Linked DNA regions of Mus musculus: regions 1, 2, 3 and 4 are each linked to region 5. The links are chromatin contacts, called in public Hi-C, HiChIP or PLAC-seq, capture Hi-C and promoter capture Hi-C maps. All regions are on one chromosome and are shown on one strand. Each heading gives the region's core, a stretch centred on a gene start, on an enhancer-like site or on the middle of the called end of the contact. The rest is flanking DNA. Distances are from core to core; before and after follow the strand shown. Region 1 overlaps Atp6v0d2 (ATPase, H+ transporting, lysosomal V0 subunit D2). Region 2 overlaps 4930480G23Rik (RIKEN cDNA 4930480G23 gene). Region 3 holds the start of Atp6v0d2 (ATPase, H+ transporting, lysosomal V0 subunit D2). Region 4 holds the start of Ttpa (tocopherol (alpha) transfer protein). Region 5 holds the start of Cpne3 (copine III).

Region 1 (4,416 bases), core at 363-2,862, 310 kb before region 5:
TGCAGTTTGAGGCCGACAGACGCGCTTTAATCATCACTCTGAACTCATTTGGCACTGAACTAAGCAAAGAAGACAGGGAGACCCTCTTCCCCACCTGCGGCAGGCTCTATCCAGAGGGGTTGCGGTTGTTAGCTCAAGCTGAAGACTTTGAGCAGATGAAGAGAGTGGCAGATAATTATGGAGTAAGTGACTTCACCAGCACCCGAGTGCCTTGCATTACTTCAGCACAGGCCCTTTAGAAGCTCACACATCCATTTAGACACATCATCCAAAGTTATACCCAGATGGCAGCAAGCAGAGCCTCTTGCAGTAATTATGCCTCCCAGAGAAACACTTCAAATTTCCAGTCCAAGCTGGTGTCTTTTAAGAATCCTGCCAAGAAAGCCCTTGTTTAAATCTCCCAGGAGTGGTTATCTGAGCACTTCTTGAAGTACCTTTTAAAGCAAGTTCCCCAAGAGGCTGAGGCAAGCTTCTGGAAGTGGGAGTTCATGTCAAAACTATATAAAAGAGCCTGACCCCAGAGTGCCTTCCAAGTACCCTCTGGGGAAACAAGAGTCAGGACAGAATAACTACAGGAACTAAAAGAGAACATGGGATGTGTGTGGCTTCTCCCAACCCCTTTGCTTAATGGCAGAAGCTGGCAGATGAACAGAACCATTCGTTTGCTCTCCCTTCTGCATTCAGGACTCTCAGACAGCATGGGGCTCTCCACAGATGGTATGCGTCTCACCCAGGACCCACCTCCTCGGCCTTGTGGGTAGTCATACATATGACCTACAGTTCACATCCTCAGCTTAAGAAGACACTGGTGTTTCCTTATAGGTTTCTGAGTCCTTCCAGGAGAAATTCAGCAAATAGCATACATAAACCTTCTTAATGTAATGGAGGGCAACTCTTTACTACAATGTTAAGATTTAGGCTTCTCGCTGGTTTCCACACCTTCTACACTTGACATTTCCTTGAGGTGTATCAGTTGTCGTCTCAAGGAGCTTGCAAACCTATACTGGTCAAACTGTAAGAGTTCAGTGAGTCTGATGCATTTATGTGTGGAAATGTCAATGTACAATGAGGAAAAAAAAATGTAGCTTTTGCCCTGCACTTGTAGCCTTGAATAAGGGAGAAAGGGAGAATTTCTACCATCTCTTGGGTTGTTTGGATATTTTACAGGATGAGGGCATGTCAGCAAGTCAAAGGCCTGATCAAAAACACTCAGTCCTTCAGTTACAAATGTTCTTTAAATCACACACACACACACACACACACACACACACACACACACACACACTAACAATAACTCTATTGCTAAGAAGATATATTTATATGCATTTGTAAAAACTGAAAAATCCCTTACATTTAAACTCTTGTCTTTGTTTTTAAGGTTTACAAGCCTTTGTTTGACGCTGTCGGTGGCAGTGGGGGGAAGACACTGGAAGACGTTTTCTATGAGAGAGAGGTACGGTGGAAATGGAAATGTTAGCATTTATGTGCTCTTGTCGTTGTTATTGTTATCATGGACTTTAAATATTTCCTCACTTGAAATTTCTTCTATTTCATCAGGACAGTTCGTGCTTTTCCATAAACATTGTATATTTTCACTTCCTTATAGTGCCAGAGCCCTGCGGCTGCATATAGTTTCACAGAAGTTGTCCTGTGAAGAGTGTGTGTTTAGTGGGAGCTATAGAAGTGACTTTTGCATAGTTAGTGAAGTAGAAAAGGAAAACCGGGCATCCTCACAGAAGCTGACTTTTCTCAGTTTGGTTCCCCTCACTCCCTAATTCACATAATCTGCAAGAACTTTTTTTTTTCATAGTTAAAATGCAAGTATAACAGTATCCACATGGGAATTATTCATATGGAGACCCAGAGCCTAGATTAGTCCCTTTCCCTAAAAAAAGTGTGCAGATTACTTAATCAATCATTATCAAGTCCTTGGCTACTGTACTGTTTAATGAAGAAAAAATTTATTCTTCCTAATCAAGTTTGTTTCTACAATTCTAGATAAATTTTCTAGTATATTCACTTGACTGAAGCCATCCCGCACTCCTACCCTCCCTCCCCCCGGCTATCTGGTTGAAGTTAATAAAGAACGAGTGATCAGTGTTGGGATATCACCACTTGCAGCCTCGGGGAACTTTGTTCCCAGACATTAGGCATTTTTCAACAGCCTGCTTCCATACAAAGGAGTGGAAGCAAGGCAAAGAATCCAACATATTAGGGATCTTTACAAACTACACAGGCTGTAGCAGCACAACAAACGGTCGGTCAATAAAGCTGCTCTTTGCAAGAAACATGAGTGTCTACAGAGTCAGCCTGCACTCCTGACTCTGTCGCTTAAGGTGTACAGAGGAGCAAGAGAGCTCTGCACCTCTCCTGCCCAGCATAGTGGGATGGCTGCACACCTCTTCTTTGCAGCATGGTGGACTGTGTGCCTCTCCTGCCCAGCATAGTGGGCTGGCTGCACACCTCTTCTTTACAGCATGGTGGACTGTGTGCCCTCTGTGCTTCTTTTCCACCCTAAAGTCAAAATGGAACAAAGTGAAAGACCCGTTAAATAAGGAATTTCATTTTCTTTTGCTTACTTACTTTTGAAGAACAAAGCAATATAACTTCATGGCTTGTAGCTCTAGAGCACTATAAAAGGCTCACATGTCAGTCTGGATTCCAGTGCACTGTTGCATTTCTCTGAGACGTAGACAGCCTTAAATACCTGCTCAAAATTTTTGGAAGTTGTAGCCAAGAAGGTGGCCAATGAGGCTAGGCCACCAACTGAAAGCCAGAGAAATAATAGTGGAAATTTAAACATATATTCCCCAAACACACCCTTCTTCTAATAGCACTAGGATGTGAAGCCTACTGTGTGAGCCCATAAGCTTTGGTACTTTTCTACATTTGTCCATGTGACCCTTCCTTAAGATGTGCTGAGTTGCCTCTGATCCCACTATTGGTCCAACTGGCCCACTAATTAAGAACAAATAGGCACCACTGTAGCAGAAGCCATTTCTAGCTTGTCTATTACTTCATAAATGTAGTATGTTTTAAACAAACTGATGGTCCTTGTCATCTTTTTCCTTCCTTAGGTACAGATGAATGTGCTGGCATTCAACAGGCAATTCCATTATGGTGTGTTTTATGCGTATGTAAAGTTGAAGGAGCAAGAGATGAGAAATATCGTGTGGATAGCAGAATGCATCTCACAGAGGCATCGAACTAAAATCAACAGCTACATTCCAATTTTATAAGCCAGTGTACAGAAGATCATACATGTTGCCATGAAGTTATTGAGGAAAGGAAGGGGGATTGTGTCACATTATCTAGATTATATAAAAGTAAGTCATACCACCTTTCCATAAACTACATGTCCACTGGAAGCCCAGTAAACAGAACTTGAAACAAAATATGCCTTTCTTGTTTCCAACAAGCCCCAGTCGTTTTTTCACATTTATGACTTCCTGCTCACTGGCCTCATACGTTCATTTTCATTGACCCTGTGGCACTTTTTGTATTCTCATTTGGTCAGACTAAAATCATACGTAATCAGGTTCTTCACGAGTTCTTTTCCGTTCTTCTCCCCAAGCTCAAACACTGCTTTGCCTTTTACGTGTTTGGTCCTTCCATGCATTCACGAAAATGCAAAGCTGTGGGTAGCTAACATACACCATGCTTGGTGAAGACACGTTCCCTTCCTTTCCCCCAAGACTTTTGAGAAAGATAGATTCCCCAAATGCAAGCATTGTTAAATTTATTACTAAATTAGATTATCAACGCACACATAGAGACAGAGAGAGAGAGAGAGAGACAGACAGACAGACAGACAGAAGGATGAATAACTTATATCGATATGTATACCAGTGGTTCTGTCATACTTTATTCCAGAAAATCCAACTAATTGTACTTTATTCCTTCAGAAGATGTAGATACAGCATGGTTGCTACATAAAGTTGAAACAATGCAGAGGTTGCTCAGAAAAAGAAAAATAGCAAAATGTGTCTCCAATCTTTTCTTTAAATAGGAAATTTTTCTTAAATATAGTCTATGCTTGCTCTGCTTCACAAATTAAATCTGTGCAGTCAACATGATGACTCAGCAGGTAAGAGCTTGAAGTCAACTCCATGAGTTCGATTCCTGGAATCTCACATATGGAAGGAGGGAACTGCAAAACTACAAGATCATCTTTAATCCTTTAATCTTTACTTATGCACCCCACCACTACACACACTTACAAAAGAATTTTAAAGAAGGGCACAGAAATAATGTGAACTAATTTTACTATACACTCTCTATATACACATGCTATGTAGAATAGTATGCATAAACTAAGGAGCACAACATTTTTATGTAGAATAATCATTTATAAATATAACAAAAATAATGTTTTGTTGAACTAAGAAGAAAGCCAAGTGCCTACTCCTTGACTGC
Region 2 (4,511 bases), core at 1,594-4,093, 410 kb before region 5:
GATGATGTCCATCAGTTTATCAAGAAACCAAATATCAAAATAAGGTAAGTTTACTTGTTGCAATGACAACTTGGAAGTCAGGATTGATGAAGCGCAATTCCTTTGTGGACTGCTTTAACAAATGATTCATCTTGATGCTCCACAGAACAACAGTGACTTGGAAATTATCCATAAGGATAGCAGAATTAAAGGGTGACCCAAAAGTAGGGGCATCTGGGTATGAAGACATTAGAAAGGCATTAAGTAAAAGTGACTCTAACTTGCCACACATTGTAAGAATAGTTTATGTATGTCGTGAAAATAAATTCTTTGCCCATTCACTATGTCACATTGGTAGTGCTCACTACACAAAACATTATGCTTTCAGCAATATTAATTGGAGAGAAATGCATACCAAAATTCAAATGTCTGTGTTTCTGAAATTTACTGAGTTGTGCATGATAAAAATCTGAATGTAGTTAAATTTCAAGGAAAAAACCTTTATATGCAAATAAAGATTTAAGACATTTGAAAGAACTGTGTCATCCTTTTTCTTCTATCTGGAACATAAAAGGATGATAGAGCTAGCTGTGGATTACATGTTAAGTTTGTTAAAACCAACTTCCTCTGTACTGTGGATTCTGTTCACTTCCTAGTCTGCTCTTACATTATAATATTAGACCTGTTTACTTGTACCCCTCTGTTGTTCTTCTATTTAGGAGTCATAGCATCATGATCTGACCCATGGATCAGACTAACTCTTGTTTCAATGTTTTTTTTTATTATTATTTTATATATACAAATGCTTGCCCGCAACTGTGTGCCATCTCTGTGCCTAGCACCTTTGGAGACCAGAAGATGGCATTAGTCCTGTGGAACAGAAAATATAGATAGTTGTGCACCACCAAGTCAGTAGTGGGAAGTAGACCTGCATCCTCTGCAAGAACAGTAAACACTCTTAGCTGCTAAGCCATCTCTCTAGTCCTGGAGCTAAGCCTTTCTTTTCAACGTTGTCAGGATGGGTAACAATGGAAGTTCTGTAGCTTGCTATTGAGTTTCAGATCTGAGCTAAATTTTGCAAGACCAGATAATTTCTAATCAGTTCAAGAGAATTTGTCCAGCTTTTTTTTAACTTAAAAAATAATATTCACAGGGCTCCCAATGGAGGAGCTAGAGAAAGTACCCAAGGAGCTAAAGGGATCTGCAACCCTATAGGTGGAACAACATTATGAACTAACCAGTACCCCGGAGCTCTTGACTCTAGCTGCATATGTATCAAAAGATGGCTTAGTCGGCCATCACTGCAAAGAGAGGCCCATTGGACACGCAAACTTTATATGCCCCAGTACAGGGGAACGCCAGGGTCAAAAAGGGGGAGTGGGTGGGTAGGGGAGTGGGGGTGAGTGGGTATGGGGGACTTTTGGTATAGCATTGGAAATGTAAATGAGCTAAATACCTAATAAAAAATGGAAAAGAAAAAAATAATATTAATAATAATATTTCCCAATCATCACCAAATATTAAAATAATTTACCTGGTGTTTTGTTAAAGACGGAGATTTTCAGCCTCATTCAGATATCTGTGGAATAAGGCTAGATATATGAATTTTAAAAATATATCTGTCATGTGTGTTACAGATTGGCAGTCTAATTTAGGGTAAGTCAAACTTCTTAATTATTGATTATACAACAAATGAAACACTAAACATCTGTAGTGATCATTAACTTATTTTACACCAGATATTAAAAATAAACTAAATTTGAGAACTTTCAACTATGTTATAATCTAGTTTAGTTCCCTCACCTGCAAAATCCACGCCTATAGGATTAGAATACTGTGGAGGAATGAATGTGGACCAAAGGGATACTATGGCACTTTGAACAATATATTTTATCATATATTTTCCCAAATATTTTATATTTAATAGAAGTAAATGTTAGGCAGGGCACTGGTGTTGCATACTTTTAATCCTGGCACTCAAGAGGCAGAGGCCGGTTAATCTGAGTTTGAGGCCCATCTGGTCTGCAAAGTGAGTTCCATGACAGCTAGGGCTACAGAAAGAAATTCTGTTTTGAAAAATTAATTAAACATAAAAATAAAAATTATGTTTTCTGAAATCTACTTAGCTGAGATCTGGAAATTCCTATGCTCAGTGAGGAGTTAAAGAAGTGATTAAAGAGTAACCTGTCATGTCCATATCTCTTAATATACAGTTCATTCGCCTCAGTACAGTTCACACAGGAACATACATATGTTTTATAAGGTGTTAGATACATATAGTTGAATTTAGGGGAACTGTTGAGATACAAATTGCCCTAAAACTTCGTCAAAGGTATCAACAAGCATTTTTTAATCACAACAGATAGAAGGAAATACCAAAATTTCTTGGAAATAGTTATTCATAACATGGGCCCATTATTTAAGTTACTACATTATAGTCATTATAAATCATATACATTATGAGTTCCTAACCTTCAGAGCCTATGTTCAATCAATGTAATGTTTTTAGAAACCATTTTCAGTACAGCTCAATACCACTGCACAACAGAGCAGAGGAGAGTCATGTAGCTCAAGGCCCGCTGAAATTTCAACCAGAGTTTTACACTTAAAGTACATGGGCAGACCTACTATGTGCCAAGGAGGGTACTGAGAACTTTATTTGCCACGCGTGTTATAAGCTGGCAGTCTAATTTAGAGAAACTGAAGTTTCTCAATTACTGATCACACAACAAATGAAACATTAAATGACGGTAGTGATCATTAATTTATTTTACAAATATTTGTAAAGTATCAGCTCTGTGCTAGGCACTGTGCCATACTTTCTGGAACTTTATTTTGTAATATCAAACTAAAAGAGCTTATTCAGGACATAAATGACTATTGTCAGGTACAGTGGCACTCAGCATGCCAAGAAAGGAGGATTGTTTGAAGACAGGCTGGGTTATACACTCAGAACCTGTCTAAAAAGCAAGCAAACAAACAACAATAGCATAATGATAGCTTTTTCTCTTACATGAAAGTCATTTACTGTCATATTTTAGAAATAGGAAAAGTGTCTTGCACAGTTTTGGGGACAAACATGACAGCTGCAGTCTGTTGATTCAGCTGTGGCCTTTCAGACACTTCCTGGTGGTGTAAATGTCCAAAGACCAACTCCAGCATGTGTTTACTCAGCCTTGCCCTTTCAGTCAGCTCTGGAGAGAAGTTATGAAAATTAACTTCTGTCCTTTCACCGAAGTTTAAACCATCTTTCAAAAGAGCCTTTTTGTAAATTTATACCGCATAAAATGGAACTGAGTCTTTTCGATGTTTCAAAAATTCACTGTATATCATTTTATATTCACTTACCTTTAAGAAGCTTGCAAAAGCTATAACAAAGAAACAATGGCATGCTACTTGTAGAACATCAAATTAAAGTTGGTCAAAAGAGAGATTATTAACAGGATTGCCAACAGAGGCATTATGAAACCAATACTTTCACGGAATTAAGCAGAGCCGATCTAAATTGTTCAGTACTGTGAATTCAAGTATTCCAACAAGGATATGCAGGCTTTCCCAGGGGAGGTGATCATACCTGAATACTGAGGTCTGCATTCTCAAAAGCTTATTGCTCATATCACTAAGTATTTAAAGGTCAATTAAAGCCTGAAGTCCCTGTGAGAACGACCTTACAGAGTATGTCAAGAGGCATCTTCCTGCTAGAGCTGGCCAAGCTGTGTCAACATGAGTAGTATAGGACTGTGACTATGGAGAAAGCCCAGTGTAAAATATCTCTTCAGGGGACTCCTAAGCAGAATATCTGAGGCCAGCAGTAGGTACATCTGCTGCAGTAACTACAGCAGTAAGTACTGCCTGGATTGACCAAAGGAAGATGACACCTCCAGGGAATATTATAGGGTGGGAGGAGCTTTGCCAGCATTTAAAATTTTAAGTAATATGTGTTGCAATTGGGATTTCCAAACAAGGAAATCTAGAGATATGGGACATTAATATGAACTTATATGAATATGATAAGCTTTGCATCATGTAGCTGGCAATCTATCATGGTTATAATAGTATTTTGATTCAACTATTTTATTCATGAAACATAACAAGTACTTTTGTAAGGTGTCAAAAACTGGACTACTACAGGGTTACAAATATTGGTTTCTATTAGTTTGTGTGGGACATACGTCTTAATAGTCATTTTAAATTTAAATAGTTTTTTAAAAGTATTTAAACTAACATAAATCTCAGCAATTTCCATTACTAGTTTTGAAAACTATAAAGAGAATATATATATCTAATCAAGTTTAGATAGAGTTTATTATACCTATCTATGAACACTTACACTAAAACCTTTAAACTTTAGAGAATCCAAGAATGTAAATTTATTGTCTATTGGTGTTTTTATAAACTGATGTAAAAAAGAGAGGCTTATGAATATATGGTCACAGTGTCAACTTACTATTTGTGAATGTGATTCTGAGCATTGCCAAATGGTGATCAATATGACAAATGATGTTTGAGTTTTGGTTTGGTTTTCTTGTTTG
Region 3 (4,799 bases), core at 540-3,039, 350 kb before region 5:
CCCTTTTTAAAAGTTTTTAAATTCAAGGACAAAAAGGTCCATTTTGCCTGTTTTCATGGGATAAGTACTCCTATCATGGCCGGCCAAGAAGAACTTCCTGGGAGCACACTGACAGATGGAATGTTTCCCTGTCAGGTGACAGGGTAGCTCATTGCTACAGTTTGCTAAGTAAGACTGTTCCAGGGCCTGGTTCAATATGTAGCACAATAAAGGGAATAAAAAGGGAAAGAAAACATCCAAATAAAATAGATATAACATCAAGGAAAGTAATAATAGGGAAACATAAGAAAATGATAAAAACTTTGTTGTCATACATTATATGTAAATTTCCATCCATTTTTAACTATATAAAATGACAACATGCAGCCAAATTAGACCTACAAAAATGACAAATAAGCTCATATGAATGATTCATGATAAAGCATATTCAGGATGTTTACAGATGGCGGAACTGTAGGAGAGCTGACTGTGGCAATACAATAAGAACCTTGGTCTCTGGTCAATTACAGATATTCAGATATAGGCGCTGAGCAAAGCTAAGAGTTTGATTCTCTGTTTTGGTTTTTTGTTTGTTTGTTTGTTTTTTTAAACAAAACAACTACAGGAGAATTTACACAGATTGGAACTTTTCTACTCCTTGTCAGTTTGGAAATACTGAGGGAGCCCAGAGAAGCTCTGACGCCTTAACTCTATGTGATCACTTGACAGAACACATAGGAAATCCTGCCCCAGAAAGTCATGCGGAAGACATCTGATAGTCTGTGAGCTAAGTTTATGGGAAGAACAGCAACCTTTTTGGAGTATAAAACTCAGCAGTTAAGTGCCCACTGCATTAACATCTGCAGCGCTGCCAGCTGTGCCTTCTGAGCTGCCTCACAGCTTTGGAACTCTGACTTCTTATCTGTGACGTGGGGAGTCATAGCATCTGTCTCAAAGTAACCACAGGCAAAAAGGAGAATAAAGAGAGCATAATCATCCGCCGAAATGCACAAAGGTAGAGGCTCCGAGTATAGACTGTTTAAGAGATAGCTGGCAGCCCTTGGCAATGTCAAGACATTGCTAATTTGTTTAACAGAAATACACTATATTACAAAATTATCTCCTCTTTTAGAAATATTTGTAGTTGCTGTTTTCTTTTTTAATGCTTCCTGATTATTTTACTTTTTGATACAGGAGTTTCACTCTGTAACCAAAGCTGTCCTCAAACTCATGGCAAGTCTTCCGAGTATCTTCTCTCAATGGCTATGTGTTAAAGGCGTGAACCATCACACCCAGCATTTTTCAGTATTTTAAAAAGGAAAGTTTTAGGCTGGCCAATGTGGCTCATGCCTTTAATTCCACCATTTGAAGGCTGAGGCAGGTGGATTTCTGAGAGTTCCAGGCCAGCCTGGTTCATAAAGTGAGTTTCCAGACAGCCAAGGCTGCTCCCAAACAGAAAAAAAACCCTCTGTCTCAAAAACTAAGAAACATTTGTTCATATTAACAGTGCCCCCAGAATGAAATAAATATAATTTATAATTAATGTACTAATGTGGAAAAGGTATATTTACAACAACCTGGTGTCACTGGCAAAACTGGGCATGACCTTGGACTGTGCAAGGGAAGAGATGCCAGGACCCCTCCTCTCACCTCTCCTCCTGACAGCAAATTCTCTCCAGTGCACTCAAACCATTGGACTGACTCACTGTTGTTGTAAAAACAAGACCCAGGCACTGTGTTGACTGCCTCTGAAACTGGAGCAAACTAGTCAGAAGCACCCTGACTATCAGCTGAGCGACCACAACACCCACACTTTCCCGGACCAGGGCCAGTGTTCAGTTGCTATCCAGGACTCGGAGCCACTTCAGCCTGAGCAGTATGCTTGAGACTGCAGAGCTGTACTTCAATGTGGACCATGGCTACCTGGAGGGCCTGGTTCGAGGATGCAAAGCCAGCCTCCTAACTCAGCAGGACTATGTCAACCTAGTGCAGTGTGAGACCTTGGAAGGTAAGCCACTCACCTCATCCCATTAAAGCAAATGAACAAACATGTTGCTCTGGGGAAAGAAGGGAAAGGGGCTTTGATCTCCTGGGCAGAAGTCCTGAAGAGGTTCTTGGTCCTAGAGTTCAGCTGCCCAGGGGCCTGTGGTTTAGGGACCTTGGTGGTGAGAAGTAAAATATCTCTGTTTCCCATATTGTCTACATGCGATTTAATATTTCCTTCCAATCTAAGGTATTTAATTATACTTTAAAGTACTGTGTTTCCTTTGTCACATCTATTTTTATCCACATAATTACAAACACTATTTAGCAAGAACCTTCACCAGCCTACCTAGAGTCTATGTAGAAAAAAAAGAAACAGATAATATGTTTGGCTTGGAGAGATTTTTGTCTAGCTCCAGTTTTTCAGTAATGATTGGAGAATTTGTTTGAGATTTTCCTTTAGCTGAAGGGCAAGAGGAAAGGAAAAGCCAGAAGTGTGGTGGATCTACCATGTGTTAAAATCCTGACCTTGACTTCTAAGTTAGTGACCTGGTTTTTTCTAGGCTCTGAGCCTCGAAAGTCCTCCCATAGGCACCTGGTAATAATTCCTATTCAGTTACTAAAGGAAGAACAGTGAAGCACTCAATAAATGATAATTTCCCTTAATTGACATTTTTCTCAAACGTTAACCAAGAATATACATCAGCAATCATTTTATTAATAAAAACATCTTTGTTTATTCATTTTGAGAGATGTCTAGATTATTCTAGAAGATGTAAGTAAGCACTAAGGGAAAAAAACGTTTAGAAAAGGAATTAATTAGTAGATGTGGAGGGGAACAAATCATGTTTAAAAAAATCTGACAGTGACTTTCCTGGCTTCCTCGTAAGGTTGAGAGGAACTGGGGTCACTCTTGTATAGTTGCGAATAGTTACAGCCAGAGTTAAATGCCCAAGGTGAGATTAACCTTGCTTTGCCCTTGATTTTTTTTTTTTTGTATAGATAGATCTTTGAGATGAGAATTCTATTGACTACAAACAATGATACATAATTCCAAATACAGCATCCTCAGTTGGGAGTTTGGTGACGAGGAAATGTTAATTACTTATAGAAATGCATGTATAAATTAAAGAAGGGGAAAACAGGAACCTTAACACATGGCAGAATACTTACTCAGAGAGAAGTCAGCTGTTTGGATAAATGTTTTACAGTTTTGAGTGAAGCCTCTACAAGCAATAAAAATGCTAATTTAAACCCAAGCAACCATTAAGATGTCTTTGTGACAGCAAACACATGCTGCTCATACAAGGATTCAGAGAGAATCAAAGAAGTTGCATCAAAGTCAATTCTAGGGCAGAAAATGCAAAGAGGATACAAATCAAGACTTCAGAGTTACCACCAGGACCAGCGAGGTGGCTCAGTGGTTAAGAGTACGTTCCGCTCTGACAGGGAACCTGGATTCAGTTCACAGCATCCCCACTGGACCCCTCACAGCCATCTAATATCGCCAGGGCCATCTGATGCCCCCAAAGCACCTGCACTCACATGCAGATAACCACTCCCTTACATACATATACACATAATTTAAAATGGTTTTTGTCTTTTTTTTTTTTTTTTTTGTAGCTACAAGACTTTTTGCCATGGGGAATTTTAACCAAAAGATTCATTTGAAAGTAAAAGGGAAGAAGGAAGTTTATATAGTGTGTATCTGGCCCAGAATAGTTACCTAGCTGAATTTAGTATCTTTAATGTCAAGAAAAAATTCTGACCCTTTTGGAGACCTCAGGATGCTTCTGTACATGTCCCCCAAACATAATTTCCCAAACAATGCTAAGGGGCCGTTGACCACCTAACAGCATCCCTGAATCCTAGTTAAGAAACCCTGCTGCGTGCATCATTGCTTTATAATAATTACACCTTCTGATTTTCTCTCTTTCTTTTCAGTATGTATCGTTTTTGATTATTAAGTTTCCAGATATCTATGCACAGACTCAGAACTCAGAAGGACAGGCTGACCCAAGAGAATCTCATGATAGCTTATAGGGATTGCCTCCAACCATACCTGAAGATACCCAGAAATACTGACAATCAAAACTCAGTAAACCACATTTGAGTTATCATAGATGCTGAAAAATTCAAATAAGAAAACTTAAAATAACTTTTTTTGAGACAGTGTTTCTCTGTGTAGCCCTGGCTGTTCTGAAGCTCTCACCTGCCTGTCTCTGCCTCCCAAGTGCTGGGTTTAAAGGCACATGCCACCACTGGCATGTACATGTGTGTGTGTGTGTGTGTACATTTGTATACATGAGTGTATGCCACATGTATGTAGGTGTCCTTAGAGGTCAAAAGAGAACATGGGATCCAAGCAGAAGGTTGAGCACCACCTTATATGGTGAGAACCAAGACATAGCCCCCGGCAAGCACTCTAACCTCTGAACCACACCTCAAGCTTCTTAATTAAGAACTCTTGGCCTTCATAGAGATGAGGACACCGAGGCTTAGGATGACTATGATTAAACTACAGTCCAGCAACAACATAAAATAGAGATATCAGTGTCTCTTTGTGCACTAAATTTCTACTCAGACGTACACAATGTATATCAGGAAACATGGCTCAGTGGTAGCGTGTTTCCCACTTGCCCAGCCATGCATGCATAAAGCTCTTGGTAACTTCTCCAGCAACACACACACAGAGCATGGATACAGCCATGATGTTTTGATGTCAACTCTGGTTTGCTGATAGAAACAATACAGACCGCCTACTTAGTTCATTTCTAGAATGTTAAGAATTAAATAGCTCCGAAAAGAAATGTATTTGTTCCTTCTGTGAATATGCA
Region 4 (4,859 bases), core at 735-3,234, 440 kb before region 5:
AGAGCAAAAAACAGTCAATAAGTTTAGTATATTAATAACAATAATAATAATTAATAAACACTGATTCTTTCAGAAAGGAAATGGTTTAAATACAAGGTAGACTAAAATGTAGGACAAAGACCTAATTTCTTTGATGTAGATAGGTATTTTTGAAGAAAAAACAAGTGGCAAACACAAAAAAAAGATAAATGGAAAATTAGTTTTAGATATTTAAAATATGGTTAACCACATTTATAAGAAAATTAATGTATATAATAATGAAAATGCAAAACTATTCCTCGTCTAGCAGGCATACATCTTATTTGGTAAGACAGTGTACATAACAATAGAGAGAAAAAGACGTCACTATGCAGTGTGCATTTCATCAGAGTAGCAAACACTGAAAACTCCCTGCAAAGGTGGTGTGCTCCTCAACAGTAAACATATCTGCGTCGTGCTTCAGCGACTGATGGATTTGTTCAATAAGGATATGTTCCAATTTATGTGTACAGACAAAGACCAACTTAGATGCAGTCAGGGAGAGAAGAAAATACTCACCTGTTGATGGCATTTGTATACTGCTAGGCAGTGTGCGGATATTAAAAAGAAAAGAAAAGAAAAAGAAAGAAAAAGAAGGAGAAACTCCAAATGAAATGAAGAGGTGAACAGTGAACATGGCAGCGCTGGGGTCCCCCATCACTGAATGTAGGGATGAACGATCAGCATAGGGCCTAACAGCACCCGCCCAGTAACAATCTCTACAGCCACAAACAAAAAACTGACTAGATATCCCCAAAAGAGTAGTAGGTGTGAGCACATGTTCACATGACCTGATTCTATAACAGCATGCAGTTGAGAAAAGCCAAAGGAAAAAATAAACTCACAAGCGCCTGTTTGCGTGAGCATTGTTACACAGGCTTGAAGTAACAGGTAATGCCATACTTCTGGGTCCTCAAGGTCTAACTAGAGTTTGTGTTGGGAAATTCTTTTCTTTTAGGAAATTCCTTTGAAGTTTTTCCTGTTTTGTATTGTTTGTGGTGTTTTTTGCCATACTTGGTGCTTATCCAATAAAATTAGTTTCATAAACCCAGGGCATGTTGGAAATCCGCAGCCTGCTGATCACTGACTACTTTCTCCGTGCCAAGCACAGGGTTTGGCACATCTTGTTCTAGCATTCCAGGTTAATGTGCAATTCTCGAAACTACTGTCATGTCCTCACAGTTACTGAACAGATAAGGGTGCTGACCCCAAGAGGGACAAAGTCAAGGTCGCATCTCCCTGACCCCAAGGCCCCATCTCTCTTGGCCCCAAGGCCAGTGTGTTGTGAATACCTGAAACATAAAAGAAATCATCTGTACTGCCCTGGGTTTCAAACATGCCAAACTGTGCATTTAGCTCTATTAACATAGTCTTTTTCAAGATGCCTTTAGATGTCCATTTCGTCGTCCTCTGTCCACACCTAGTTATCTATTCAGTTAACACAGCTGAGCACCCCGGGGGTCAGGGATCTCCACTTTGTTTAATTCCCAAGGACCCTAGTAGTCCACGGGATGTCCTCCGCGGCGGCGGGGACCAAAACATCGGCGGGGGCGAAATCGGGGTTCTGGGCGCGCCTGCAGTCACACTGCCACGCTCGGCGCGCGTGGATTCCGCCGTCGCCGAGCTCTGCCCGCCCCCGGTGCACACTTACGCGCCAGGCCAGATCCAGATCGAAATCCCGGGCGCGCAGGAAGCGCAGCAGGAAAGCGTCTGTGAGAGGCTGCGGGGTCTGCGGGACGCCTGCCTCCTGCACCCGGCGCCTGAGCTCCGCCAGGCCGGGCTGGAGCAGCGGCGAGTGGTCGGGCAGCTCGTTGAGCTGTTTCCCAACCAATGGCCCCGGCCGCATCTCTGCCATGCCCGCCGTGCTGTCCCGGCGACAGGGGGGAAAAGTGCGGGCCCAGAGCCACCCTCCGCCCCCCGCCGTGGCCGCCGCCCCACGCACACTCACCCGGGCCGCCCCGATCTCCCGTGCCCCGCCGGTGCAAGGGTCACGGCGCCCTCTTAAAGAAGCCCACGTGGTGCCCTCCGGTGCTCACCAGGGTAACCGCAGCCAGTCCCAGGGAAGGAAAGTCACTAGTGTTGAACCTAAAGAACGGGAAGTCGAAAAGTTACTTGGGATGTTTATAATCAGGCTGCCAGAGACTTTTCTCACCCTTTCCTCGTTGCCCTTCCCCCTCTGTCCGTTTTGGAATCAGGGAACACTGTAAACGGCTCTTTAATTAGCTTGGGTAGCAGACACTCAGGAACCCTCCTCCTGACCCCTTCCTTAAGGCTGAGCTCAGGCCATCTCTGGCATTCTAACTAGTTTCCAAAATGTAACTCAAGGAAGCCACCTTTGGCAGTCTCCTCCTCCTCCTTGCTTCTCTCCAGGAAAATGCTTTCCAGATCTTGGCATCTGGCTCTACTAGAGAAAGGAGAGCGGGTGGGGGAGGTCACATTTTAAACACTAACGATGTATGTGTTTAGATGCCACCAGTCTCTCAATCAAAACCCTTACTTAAGGAACCTGAAGGATGTCTGCTGAAGAATACACAGAGATGACCGCGAAATCTGAATGAACACACGGAAGTATTTTTTCCTTCATTTCCATTAAAATTATCCTACACTTGAACTGCCACCTGAACAGAAGAAAGTCCACAAAACTAACTCCTCTTAATATGCAGTGCATGTTCACAAAACACTGATTTTGCGAGTGAAAGAGGCCTTAAAGGAACTCAGAGCAAGAATGTCTGATGGAGTGGCTCTTGGGTAGAGACCATGTTCCGATTATTGAGGATATCCTCAAAACAGAACTCTTGCCTTGGAGACGTTTTTCATTTTTGTGTGGGCTGGAAGTAAAAGGAGCAGAGGTAAATCTCCTCCATGGTGTAGGAGAACATTAAGCAAACACCAGGGAACAAGGCCAAGCGGCTGTGTTGTGGTGTGAACCCCTGAATCACAAAGAGAGCTGGCTGGGGTGCTTGGTTACCGGGCTGAGAGCTTTGAATTCTATACTGAGGAAGGAGAGGGAACAGTATTAAATAACCAGGATCCAATCTGAAAACTGTTAAGTCTCAAACCCTGGGACAAGTAGCTAGGTGCCTTTTAATACATCAAAGTGGAGCTGTCCCCTAGGTTGTCCCAGCATCTCTCAGTCCCTACTTGTTAGAGGGCATGGCAGGTATGCTCCACCCCACCGTCTCCCTGCCAGCCCTCCAGCCCAGGGTGTGGGCCGTCCTTCCAGAGAAGCTCATCCCTATATAATCCAGCCGGTTTGTTACCTTCCCTCTTTAGTTTTTAGCCTTTTCCTCTCTAGACTGCTGCTCCTGCCCCACCCCCACCCTCTTTATTTATTAGCCTTTTCCTCTCTAGGCTGCTGCACCTGCCCCACCCCCACCCTCGCTCAGGTTCATGTCCACATTTGACTCTCCTAAATGTGTCTGCCTCTGGCTGGGCTCTCCCTTTTTATTTACAATACATTTTCTCTTCCACCGTACCTAGGAACAGTCATATCGTTTTCATTTTATTTCTTTCTTATTTTGTTTTTTTTTTTAAATTTTTTTTCATTCAGGAACCAGAATAACTGAGGACTGGAAAGTGTAAACCTTAGCTGATACTTCTAGAGAGATGGAAAGCTGTTGGAATAAAACTGACAAATCAACATGAAAACCAAAGTGTGGACACTTTGCCCCTTCTTAGAATTGGGAACAAAACACCCATGGAAGGAGTTACAGAGACAGTTTGGAGCTGTGACGAAAGGATGGACCATCTAGAGACTGCCATATACGGGGATCCATCCCATAATCAGCGTCCAAATGCTGACACCATTGCATACACTAGCAAGATTTTGCTGAAAGGACCCAGATAGAGCTGTCTCTTGTGAGACTATGCCGGGGCCTACCAAACACAGAAGTGGATGCTCACAGTTAGCTATTGGATGGATCACAGGGCCCCCAATGGAGGAGATAGAGAAAGTACACAAGGAGCTAAATGGATCTGCAACCCTATAGGTGGAACAACATTATGAACTAACCAGTACCCCTGAGCTCTTGACTCTAGCTGCATATGTATCAAAAGATGGCCTAGTCGGCCATCACTGGAAAGAGAGGCCCATTGGACTTGCAAACTTTATATGCCCCAGTACAGGGAACGCCAGGTCCAAAAGGTGGGAGTGGGTGGGTAGCGGAGTGGGGGGAAGGGTATGGGGGACTTTTGGGATAGCATTGGAAATGTAAATGAGGAAAATACCTAATAAAAAATAAAAAAGAGAAATGTAAACAAATAAAATAACCAATAAAGAGTTTAGAAAGAAAGAAAGAAAGAAAGAAAGAAAGAAAGAAAGAAAGAAAGAAAGAAAGAAAGAAAGGAAGGAAGGAAGGAAGGAAGGAAGGAAGGAAGGAAGGAAGGAAGGAAGGAAGGAAGAAAGAAAACCGTGTGAGAGAAGCCTGGGAGACAGAGCACTGAGCCATCGGAGCCTGAGAGCCTGGGAAGGCCTAACCAAGGAGCCCTATTCCAGACCTTTGTGACTACATAAGGAGGACTCACTCCCCAGGCAAAGGAGAAAAGGGCGGGGCAGGAAGAAAGGTACCAGACAGAAGAATAAATTGAGTCTTACTTGTGAAGTTCTGAGATTAAAAGACACAGGAAACTGGTCTTCTGTGGCAGTGTCGGATATTTGAAACGATATTAACCAGGGCACTGGTGTCTTCGTCAACATGATACAAACTAAGGTGACCTGGGCAGTTGAGGAATTGCCTCCATCAGGAATGTGAGTAATGTCTATGGGACACTTTCCTGCTTGATGACTTCTGTGGGAGGGCCCAGTTCATGCTGGGTGGTGCCACCCTGGGCTGAGCGCAGGC
Region 5 (4,332 bases), core at 626-3,125:
CAAATTTTTGCTCTGGAAAAGTAGATGGAAATCTATGACCATTAGGGAAGAGGAAGTAAAAGGTAAGGGACAATGATAAGTTAGGTGGCTAGCAGTGCAGTTTCTCTTCCCACTGTAAGGATTTTGAATGTTTGCTTTATATGACTAGGTCATATCTAATTTACATCTTATTTTGGATCCTTCTATGTCCAAAGTAGACTAAAGGTGAGCATGGTTGACCTACGAGAGGCAATCTCTTGAAGGAAACAAACTCACTTTCTCCCAGCAGTTTTCAGTTGCTACTACATTACTAATATACAGCTAAGAGTGAGACTTTATACCTATTGCCCCTCTCCATGCTGAGAATTTGTCCAACCTGAGCTTTTGCAGGTCATTCCAGGCTGTCAAAGTTGCAGTGAGCTCACATTTAAAACTGCCCAGAAGACTCTAGCTCTTACATTCTTTGCTTTCTGTCTTCTTTAATGATCACTGCTGGGTCTTGGAAGGAGGGGGCATGATGCAACTATCCCATTTAGGGGTATGCTTTCCTTAGTCTCACCCTCTGTGCCTTGGACATTTGCGGGACTCTGTTCACCACGGCTGCAAACAGAAGCTGCTCTGATGAGAGCGGAGAGGTGCATTAATCTATGAGTTTAACGAAAAGCCATTAGGAGCTGACTTGATACTCTGTCCATTGAGCAGAATATTTATAGTAGATTCTCCCCTGGGTCTGTGACCTGCCTAGCTGTTGTTTTTGCCTCGATAATAGTGCCAGGTATGGATTTCATTTTGTGGAGTGGAGTGGAACTTAAATCCAATCAGAAAGTGGTGAGTTATTTCCATGATATTCCTGCCACTATTGCACAAAGGGCATGTCTTTCCAGGCTGCTCATCACTGGCGCTCTAGGGTTCACTGCTGGGTAAGACTGAGATGACCTTTCTCCTCTGGAAGCTTACATATCACATTCCATTCTTTAGTCCTTTCTATTGAGTGTCCCCCCCCCCCCCCGCCTTTTTCCCCTCACCAATGTAAGTGAAGTAACTTTTGTAATACTGTTCGTTTGTCTTTGTTGATTTTTATCCCATTTTTTTCCAGCAGATATTTTAAATTTTCATTCAATAGAAGGATGTGACTTTGAGTACCCATCACCATAGGCATTTTGAGATTAGCATAATCTGATGACTTTAGGCAAATTGAACAACTGTTTACCTACCACATTTCACAGTATTTTCTTGCACCATTCTTATGAAAAGGCACGTGGCGCTAAACACATAACAAAGCTTTTGTGACGACCAAATAAAATAAATATATATTAAATAAAATAAGCATGTAAAATTACTCTGGGAAGGTGTACGCTCTACAGAAGGATGCTTAAGAGCTGGCATTTCACACTATTTCCTTGTCCAGATCTGTTTTCTTTCTTTATTTTTTTAAGGTTTATTTGTTTTGCTTTGCATGTATGAATGTTTTGCTTGCATGTTTGTACACACACACACACACACACACACACACACACACACACACATACACACACACCTGCCTGCTGCCTTGGGGAGATCAGAAGAGAATGCCAGATCCTCTGGAATGTGCTAGATGTTTGTGAGCTACAAACCGGGAACTCTGCAAGAGCAACAAGTGCTCTTCACTTCCGAGCCCCCCCCCCCTCCCCCCCAGACCAGATCAGATATTTTACTGCCTAAAGTCAATTACGGGTTTTGTAAGAATTCTTTAAAAGGTCAGCGGGTTGAGGCGCAGCAAAGAAAACTGGGAGTGAAAATGGGTTGAAATGGGTTGGGCAGCAAGCTCCCTATCAAAAGCAAAACTTCACCTTGGTCCCGCCCACAAGCTCCGCCCTCGCCCCTCCGCTCCGGGACTCCGCCCACGAGCCCCGCCCCTCCGCGGTCCAGCCCTCAGGTTCCAGTAAAGCCCCTGCGGTCCTGCCGCCTTGCGGTGCTCCTCGCTGGCTCTCCACCCTCACTCGACTTCTGCGGCGATATAGCACGTGAGTGCGTGACTTTTCCCAGCTCCGGAGCCGTGTGTCCCAGCCCAAGCCTGCAGCCTCCCGGGAAGCGGGCCGGTCCCGGGCGGGAAGACTTAGGGCCCTCAGGCTTCCATGGCCCGTCCCTCCGGGCCCCGGGCGCTGGAAGTGCTCCGTGGGTTTCCGGTGCCCACTCTGGGGACTCCCGAGTGTCGCGTGCTGGGTCCGCGGCCCGTGGAAGTCCGGGGCTGGGGGTCAGCCTGGGGGCCGCGAGCGCCTCCTGGGCCTGCGGCTCGCGCACCTGAAGAACCCTGCCGGGGATCCGCGGGCCTCGAGTGGAAGGGCAGGGTGGGGCGAAGGGTTACAGCCCCGAAATCTCGGTCCCGCTCAGCGGGGAAAGATTGGTGAACCAGACGAACCGGTCGTGTGGGGGAACGGTGGAGGAAAGGCTGCGTGCTGAGGGAAAAGGTGCTACTGAATTCGGTGCAAAGCTGGGCCTGGGTGAAGTCCTAGCAAGCTCCTGCACCTGTGTCCAGGGCTTTGGGCTCACTGCACACGCGACGCGAAGGAAGGGCAGTGCCACTTACTTGTTTTGCAGTCAGAAACTTGAGAGCATAGTGACCGTTAGTGTTGGCGCTAATGCACTTGACTGCGATCAGCTTTTGTTTCTTTCTGTTGTGTTTGTGGCCGCCAATAATCAGAGGGTGAAGTAGGATTAAAATAACCAGTGGTTTGCAGTGACCCACAACCTCTGTGTTAAGACCATTTTTATATATAGTTAGCTCACAACAAGCATAAATGCGACTATTATCTTTTTCACTCCTCAGGAAACTGGAATTAATTTATGAAACTTGGCACCTCTGAAAGTGGTAGCATTAGGTTTCGATTGTGGTCTGTACTTTTTTTTTAATACTTTACGATTTACAAAAGTAAGTGAATCTTATTTCACAAGAAAGGCAGTGACTATCTGTCTAGTTTCAAGTATGTTCTGAGGTTTTGTTATCTGTCTAACCTTTGGGTGGGATGCCCAACCCTTTATGGTGTGTTTCTACATTTGTAAAATGGATATAGCACTGATGTGTCAGAGTGGTGAGGGCTAAATAAAATGTTTGTAGATCACTCATCGAAGTGTCTGATACATAAATAACGATAAGATAAATGATGATGGTAGTTGTAGTGACAACAGTGGATTCTCAGAATCTATCTGCTTTTCAACACTCCCCCTCACCCTGCCCCCTCTGTTTTGAGAATATTTTTTAAAAGGCGGCCCCTTTTGGCTGATGAGTTGAAAAATGCACCCCACTCGAGCCTGAAAATCTAGTGCCTCATCTCCAAGATTGGACCATGCAGAAGCTCTCTTAATGAGACAAAACTGAATTTCTGGTTTTTAGATTAAAACACGCCTGGCACAGGAAGGGAAGGAAGTACTGTCTTTCAGAATCTCTTCTCTGATCTATCCCCTAAAGCTGACGTCTAGAATTGGGGGAGCAAAATTATTCATTGCCTCCAAAGGCATGTTGATAATTGGACATCTCTTTTAATTTTACTTGAACATTTATAAACAGTGATCTATAAAATAAAGCCTTAATTCCAGCACTCAGGAGGCAGGGTCAGGTAGGTCTCTAAGTTTGAGGCCAATCTGATATGTAGAGGGAATTCCAGGACAACTAGTGCTATATACAGAAACTCTGTTGGAAACCAAAAACAAACAAACAAACAAACAAAGGAAATTAAGATATTTTATGGGGCTGGTGACCGTGGTTGGTGTAAGGGAACTTGTCTATCAAGCTGATGACCTTGGGCTTAGTCCTGCAACACTGAAATAAACAAATAATTAATTAAAATATTTCTTAGCATTCTTTACAGTGACATTTCTTCTGCACCTGCATCTGCTCAAGCACTCAGCTCATATTGTCTCTGTGCTCTCTCATCTCTTCTTATGCCTTGGTTCGTGGGGTTTTCTTTCTTGCTGTCTTTTGGTGCTGTCCTCAGATTCCATTTATAGTTGTTAAACTACCTCTTTTCCAAAAATTTCTTTCACTAACGGTGAAAGATAAGTTAAGAAAGATAATGTTGGATGTGAAAAATGATTTCATGACATTTTGACCTTTAAATATTCAAAATGAGGCACAATTCTTTGTCAAAGTTTGATCTTGCTGGTGGATCTTTTAGAAAGAATCAATACCACTTCCATTAGTTCTCAGCCTCTTGAGGAATCCATTACACTGTTAGGTCCTTTCTGAGGCCTTTATGTTACAGTCTAACTTCCTTCTAAAGTGGTTTTGTTTTGTTTTAATGTTCTTGATTTGTTTTGTAGATACTGCTGCCTAGGTTAAAGTGTAAATGAACCAGGTAGAAGACCTCTAGAAGATTT

What was found. Promoter capture Hi-C pulls out the DNA fragments that hold promoters and counts their contacts. Hi-C and Micro-C count contacts between places; a contact is called where the count stands out from the background. HiChIP or PLAC-seq counts read pairs in DNA pulled down with a chosen protein or histone mark. Capture Hi-C pulls out chosen DNA fragments and counts their contacts.
Region 1: a contact with region 5 is called in an H3K4me3 HiChIP or PLAC-seq map of bone marrow-derived macrophages, with 4 times the contacts expected there. The contact joins the enhancer-like site here to the promoter of Cpne3 in region 5. A contact is called at or near these places in 10 of 39 promoter capture datasets (the C10 cell line, the HPC-7 cell line, cranial neural crest and 4 more), 14 of 484 Hi-C or Micro-C datasets (B cells, the C10 cell line, the C3H10T1/2 cell line and 10 more), 10 of 115 datasets of contacts at active chromatin or transcription factors (CD8 T cells, astrocytes, bone marrow-derived macrophages and 5 more) and 4 of 9 other capture datasets (adipose tissue, bone marrow-derived macrophages, embryonic stem cells and 1 more).
Region 2: a contact with region 5 is called in a promoter capture Hi-C map of liver. The contact joins the enhancer-like site here to the promoter of Cpne3 in region 5. A contact is called at or near these places in 2 of 39 promoter capture datasets (cranial neural crest and liver), 1 of 484 Hi-C or Micro-C datasets (bone marrow-derived macrophages), 5 of 115 datasets of contacts at active chromatin or transcription factors (bone marrow-derived macrophages, embryonic forebrain, embryonic hindbrain and 2 more) and 2 of 9 other capture datasets (adipose tissue and macrophages).
Region 3: a capture Hi-C map of macrophages shows a contact between it and region 5, with 5 times the contacts expected there. The contact joins the promoter of Atp6v0d2 here to the promoter of Cpne3 in region 5. A contact is called at or near these places in 12 of 39 promoter capture datasets (the C10 cell line, cranial neural crest, embryonic stem cells and 7 more), 3 of 484 Hi-C or Micro-C datasets (CD4 T cells, CD8 T cells and bone marrow-derived macrophages), 17 of 115 datasets of contacts at active chromatin or transcription factors (the 230-238 cell line, DN3 thymocytes, bone marrow-derived macrophages and 8 more) and 3 of 9 other capture datasets (adipose tissue, liver and macrophages).
Region 4: a contact with region 5 is called in a Hi-C map of granulocyte-monocyte progenitors, with 3 times the contacts expected there. The contact joins the promoter of Ttpa here to the promoter of Cpne3 in region 5. A contact is called at or near these places in 5 of 39 promoter capture datasets (the 3T3-L1 cell line, embryonic stem cells, liver and 1 more), 12 of 484 Hi-C or Micro-C datasets (LSK cells, bone marrow-derived macrophages, embryonic stem cells and 5 more), 9 of 115 datasets of contacts at active chromatin or transcription factors (astrocytes, bone marrow-derived macrophages, embryonic stem cells and 3 more) and 4 of 9 other capture datasets (adipose tissue, embryonic stem cells, liver and 1 more).

The regions. Positions count from the first base shown.
Region 1 is chr4:19,877,042-19,881,457 of GRCm38.p6, reverse strand. Atp6v0d2 (ATPase, H+ transporting, lysosomal V0 subunit D2) reads left to right here. Exons shown (of 8, transcript NM_175406.3): 6 at 6-182; 7 at 1,379-1,453; 8 at 3,078-4,416. The coding sequence ends at 3,239. Among named protein-coding and RNA genes, the nearest start is that of Atp6v0d2, 43 kb to the left of the region's middle. Within about 2 kb of position 1,612, at least 5 of the 459 cell types and tissues checked have an H3K27ac peak or open chromatin away from gene starts, as enhancers often do. A contact at or near this core is called in bone marrow-derived macrophages, where this site is marked.
Region 2 is chr4:19,975,198-19,979,708 of GRCm38.p6, reverse strand. 4930480G23Rik (RIKEN cDNA 4930480G23 gene) reads left to right here. Exons shown (of 5, transcript NR_040768.1): 5 at 1-264. Among named protein-coding and RNA genes, the nearest start is that of 4930480G23Rik, 28 kb to the left of the region's middle. Within about 2 kb of position 2,843, at least 11 of the 459 cell types and tissues checked have an H3K27ac peak or open chromatin away from gene starts, as enhancers often do. A contact at or near this core is called in liver, where this site is marked.
Region 3 is chr4:19,919,556-19,924,354 of GRCm38.p6, reverse strand. Atp6v0d2 (ATPase, H+ transporting, lysosomal V0 subunit D2) reads left to right here and starts at 1,789. Exons shown (of 8, transcript NM_175406.3): 1 at 1,789-1,987. The coding sequence starts at 1,858.
Region 4 is chr4:20,005,454-20,010,312 of GRCm38.p6, reverse strand. It overlaps Ttpa (tocopherol (alpha) transfer protein), which reads right to left and starts at 1,984. Exons shown (of 5, transcript NM_015767.4): 1 at 1,670-1,984. The coding sequence starts at 1,873. It overlaps 4930480G23Rik (RIKEN cDNA 4930480G23 gene), which reads left to right and starts at 4,574. Exons shown (of 5, transcript NR_040768.1): 1 at 4,574-4,765.
Region 5 is chr4:19,567,651-19,571,982 of GRCm38.p6, reverse strand. Cpne3 (copine III) reads left to right here and starts at 1,875. Exons shown (of 16, transcript NM_027769.3): 1 at 1,875-1,982.